Linked DNA regions of Drosophila melanogaster: region 2 is linked to region 1. A link is a contact called in public Hi-C data. All regions are on one chromosome and are shown on one strand. Each heading gives the region's core, a stretch centred on a gene start, on an enhancer-like site or on the middle of the called end of the contact. The rest is flanking DNA. Distances are from core to core; before and after follow the strand shown.

Region 1 (2,701 bases), core at 108-2,607:
ACAGACAAAAACTAAGTGCAAGGCAGTCGCACACAGCTAATTTGTAAGGAGCAGCTGGAAGAAAAGGGGCAAAAATGGGAACAAAATGGCTGAAACAATGACATTCAGACTCCGCCCGACTAAGTGCCTTTCATTGCTGCTGGCCAAAAAGGCGTGGCAGACTTTGGCCCGAATCGAGTGGAAGTGTTCGCCTGATTACTTTTTGCTGGCACTGTTTGGGGAACATTTTTCACGCTCTGGCAGTGATTTGATATTCTTCAGGCTTAACCTAATTTGGGATTCAATCTTTACTATTGTGTGTACTAGGTTAATTTGTGCATATTGATAATAATAATTATATATAATATATAAAAAATATTTATTAGTTTCAAGAAAATTATAATCTACGGCATATAAATAGAGTATAATAAAGTCTAATATATTTTGTCCATTTGTGTTGAAATCCAGCTACCTTGCCATATATTGTGAAGCAATATACATACATTACTACCTGTAATGACTTAATAATTTCTCTTGGCAAACACTGATAATTATCTTAGAATACATGTTGCCAGGGCTACACACCAGCCTATCGTCCAGCTGCATTGAATTACATTAAATTACCAGTTGGCAGATTACCTGTATCCAAATCCTAAACCACATATCCCCTTCTGAAAAGAAAGCCCACAAGGTCTCTAATTTACAGCTTAAGCTCTAGAGTATCCATATAAATAGAGTGTAAACTATTCCTTTCAAGAATTTGATATGCCCACTGCAAAAACACCAATTGTCATTCAGTGATCCTTTGTCTATTTGCGTGACTTTAATTGCTCAAAGGCAGACGCGATATTCGCCTGGTCGCAATGGAAACCTTTATTATAATTTGGCCAAGACATGCGGCCAGTTGGATGAGCTCGAGCGGAAGTGGGTCTATTGGTTGGATTTCCTGATGCGTGGACTTATTCATTGACGTTGACCCAAACTAAAAACCTCAAATAACGCAAAACACAAACAATCAGTTACGATCCAGCCACACGCCATGGCCAAAAATTATGGGAAAGGCTGGGAAGGATGGAGTCATGCCAAAATCCAAAAACCACAAACAATTAAACAAAATTGCAAATTAGACGTTATTTAGACCAGAAATGCCGGTCCCCAAAAAGTTGACAGCCACCGCAGAACTCAGCCGACTTACCCACTGTACTGTTCTGTGTGTTCTGTGTACAGTGAAATGTCGAGAGGAAGGAAGTGTAGGAAATTGCCTATTTGCAATTGTAATTTATTCATTTTGCTTAATATGCCGTGAAACGCAAGGCTTTCACTGCTTTACCACTGCCCCCCACGGCAAACAAAACAATAATTTTCTCATATTTCTCTTATTTTTTTTTTTTTGTTTGTTTGTCGTATTTCCAGCATTTGCACGCCCATTTTTTTGGGGGTCACTGGCTGCTTGTCAATTGCAAATGGTTTGACTAATGACTCGGTGGCAAGGTCATGGATAGAACAGAACCCATTGTTGTCGATTTCAATTAGGAGCTGCGCCTAATTTGCATAATTATCATAAAGTTTGACGAGGGATAACGAGCCAGTCGAGTGGTAAATTGTCCTAGTCCAACTAGGATTTTATCTGCTAGATGGATGGATGAATGTTGTACTCCTCGAGCATGCAAATTAGTTCTTGATTTGTCCCATAATGAGCCTGTGTTTTTGCACTGATAAAAGGGGAGTGTTCAAAGTGAAAAATTTGTCGAAATATACAGTTGGAAAAATTAATTCTCCTACATTTTAAGTTATTTCTAGAAATCTAAGAGCCTTCAATGAATTGAAACGAGAAATTGTGGTGTTTGCTCCTTTTGTTCTGCCTTTAAAGTCCCTGCCACATTTTCAATCTCCTTTAGACTTAATCCTTAAGCTGTTACTCTCAATTTGCACAAGATCTTTGATTATTAAGGGACTTTTATCCCTCCATCCCCGAGGTCCTTTTCAGCAGGATGCTTGGGCAAATGGACTGCAGAATCGGCTTGTTGCTGGTCGATGGAGCTATTTAGACAGATATTCCTGGCCCGCTCACCTTGGTTTCCTCGAGGAATGGGCCCATAGATTGCAGTTTTATGTCACAACATTCAAACAAATAGCCGGCCATTTAAAACGGTTTAAAAGCCATTGCTGCAGTCCGTAACAGCCGCACGGTGTCCTGACTTTTCCGCCAGACAAAACAGACAACCGCTGGGGCGGTATGAGTTTTCCCCATTTTCCATCCGAGAGTTTCCTTTTTCCGGGGATGACAATAAATGAGCGCCCATTTGCGTATGGTATGGCTTTTTGGTTTTTGGCCAGAGAACGTTGAGGCTGGGGAAATTGTTTTGGCTGTCGAATTACGTAAACATTGTCATAAATGACAAATTTAGCAGTCGTAGCCGAGTCAAGCATTTCATTTGCTGTGGCAAATTTGTCAATCTCGGCGAGAGTTTTTTTTTGCCCGCCATCCAGCCATCACGACTTTGGCCCAATTCTCATCGTTTGTGGCCCAGACGCCGCAGGGATTCATATGAGGCACTTTTTTTTTTGTTGGTCTGCTAACTTTGTTTTGTTTGGGTTTTCTGTTTCTTTGTTTTTTTTTTTTGGTTTTGGCCCGGAATTGCTTTCCTCTCTCGTGATGAAAGTCGCAAGATGGAAGACTTTCTCCGTCTGCGGCAGGCGCGACATATTAATTATTCATTTC
Region 2 (2,700 bases), core at 173-2,672, 190 kb after region 1:
TCAGCTTGGGGGCAGTGTCTGCTCTAATGTTTAGTAACTGTGATTAGGAGGCAACTCTAGTTCCGGGTGGGCTTAATTTGCCCTACCCACACCCACCCAATGCCCGTGGGCAATCTTTGCTTTTGTTTCTGCCCCATTGTGTGCCGGTTAATTCCTGCTGTATGAATATTTTATTGAGAAAGGGTTTCACATTTTATTGGCTACATGGCATTATGTGCGAGAACAAAGAAAGGAAACAATTTAATTGTGTTTGGGGATGTCAGGCAAGGATTGCACATAAGCTCGTGGCCTCAAAAGTTGATACCACAACACAATGGTGCTGGGGCGGGCAAAAGTAAAATCGTTGAAAAGCCAAAGTGCTTGGCACTCGACAAAACTTTTCCATCAACAACTGCAGTTGAGACAAGCGAAAGTTTTTTCCCAAGGAAACTTAATTTTCCCCAACAGCCACAACATCTTATCATACCCATACGAGAGATATATTTCGGTTCTTGCGGCGACGCACATTGCGCATACGCACTGTGATCAGTCTGTCGTAAATTTCAATGCACACTTGTTTTCCGTTAATATTTTATGGGTTTTCTATTAATTTTTGTCACATTCTTTTAGTGTCTCCCCTCGGCCGGAATATTAGATTACACAGAAATGAATGTATTAACGCTCGATATTTGTGGCAGCGCTTTTTTTGTTTTGACGCAGATCAAAGATGGTTTGGTTCTGTTTTTTGTTTGGCATTTGTGTGTTGTTTTAATTTGTTAATTTGTATTTGGGGTCTGGGCTCCCCTTTGGCGGTCTAAATATAAAACAACTTAATTTGCTGCATGCTAATGAGATGGCCAAGGGGCGGGGCTGGAGGACGTTGTGTGGGCGTTTAACACTTTTATAATTTGTTTGTCCGCAGACAGAATTCTTTTCCTGCATTTTTTCTGGCCCCACATTTGGCAAGCAGCTGACACGCACCGAATTTCGTTAGATTTCTGATTACTTTTCTTTTTTAGGTGTATAATTTTTGGAGACGATGTCGTAAAATATTCGCGTGCCGAAAGCGTTTTAGCTTAACAATAAGAGCAATAGCAGCAACAGCAGTAACAGTAACTGGAATAACAAAAAAAAAGCGACAAAAGGTCATTCAATTTTCGACTGCCGGCAATGGGGCAATGAGGCTTTTCCTGCGTTTTCACACGTTTTCCAAAATTTACGACCCAATTGTGCCCGCTTTTCTTATCCGTTTGCACTCACACTCTCTAGCCTCGAGTCACAGAAACACACGCACATGCACACACACACACATACACTATAGTCCGGAAAATGTCGCGCCTCACGTATTTGGGCCTCACATTTCCCTCAACTTTTTATTCGGATTTTCACGCGCTTTTCCGCGCCTTCGCCTTTCGTTCACCGTCGATGTCGCGCTGAAACTGAAACAGAAACTGAAACTGATTTCTGGCAGCAGTGGAGCATTTGTTGGGGCCTCCGGGGGGGATTCCCGAACTCATACGAGCCTTTATCAGCGACGCTTCGGGTTTGTTGTCTTCGGCTCGGGAAAAGTCGTTGGAAAAGAGGGACGGAAAAATCGTGTGCCGAGCATTTCAGCTGAATTCGCCGCATTTATCTCTCTTAATTTCCTCTTCTCTTTTAATCACAACACTATGTTCACTTTCAAGGTCTTACAATAAAAGGTTTCAAATAGTTTTGGAAATCCGCGATTATTTTTTTAGTGGCAGCAGGGTGTTTTTTGAGGTCGAATTATGTTCGCAAAGCAAATAAAAGCGGACTTTACGATCCTGTTTTTAAGGGGTTAAGTTAATTTTAATGCAGTGAAGTTAAGTGACACGTAGGGATTCCAGTTCTTAAAAGCAGAGTAATATTTCAGTTTATGTTTCAGCTAGAGTGCTTTATTATAGGTCTCTTAAAAAAAAATAATCTAAGCCATTTTAGTTGAAACTTGAAATAAAAAGAATTAATCCGGTTGAGGGAGTGAAGGATCATAAAAAGAACATAATCACTATAGCAAAACCCAAAAACAACATAATGTCTTATTGATCCCATTTATTTTTTACTTGCTTATATGCTTACTTAACTGAATTTAGGAAACTATGTTATTTCATATACTTCCATAAGATCCTAAGTTCAATTTTAATAAATGAGAAAAGTTATAATATTTTTCCCAAGAACATATTCATTTATTTTAGATAATTTAATATTAAATTATCATTATTATATACGCTTTGTGCATGCTACGTTCTCATTTATTTATATTTAGGTACTTCGTCTCTATAAGGGAAGCAAACCGTCTGCCTTGGACAATATCTTGAGCAAGACTGACAGACTTAGGTCAGTATCAAAGAGAAATTGTATGGAATTTGGCAAAGAGTGCGCATGCACTGAACAATTCTTTGGTGCTCTTAGACTAGCTCTTCCACGATTTAACAGCGAATTGGATAATATGGCCAGAAGGCAGGGATTTCAATAATATACACTGAAGCTGGCACAAAAAGAGCTAATGACAATATAAATTCGCGCGGCGTATGGATATGCGTGGCAGATGGGAAACTGTGTAGCCGGCTAAGGGATTTCCCGCTCTTTGAAGGGAATGCGGTATCGGGATGATGAAAATCCGGGAAAAGTGGCGGGGTGCAAGCCAGCTGACAGCAGTTATCGCTGGAGCGAAAGGCAGTAATTAGCGTAAATTGAGTTGGT

Evidence for each region. A called contact is a pair of places that touch in the nucleus more often than the background predicts.
Region 2: a Hi-C map of the Kc167 cell line shows a contact between it and region 1, with 2.3 times the contacts expected there. The contact joins the promoter of dpr10 here to the promoter of lncRNA:CR45877 in region 1. A contact is called at or near these places in 13 of 107 Hi-C or Micro-C datasets (the Clone 8 cell line, the Kc167 cell line, the OSC cell line and 9 more).

The regions. Positions count from the first base shown.
Region 1 is chr3L:9,998,474-10,001,174 of dm6, forward strand. It overlaps lncRNA:CR45877 (long non-coding RNA:CR45877), which reads left to right and starts at 1,358. Exons shown (of 1, transcript NR_133202.1): 1 at 1,358-2,394. All of the region lies in intron 1 of dpr6 (defective proboscis extension response 6), which reads left to right.
Region 2 is chr3L:10,184,686-10,187,385 of dm6, forward strand. dpr10 (defective proboscis extension response 10) reads right to left here and starts at 1,423. Exons shown (of 8, transcript NM_168399.2): 1 at 1,240-1,423.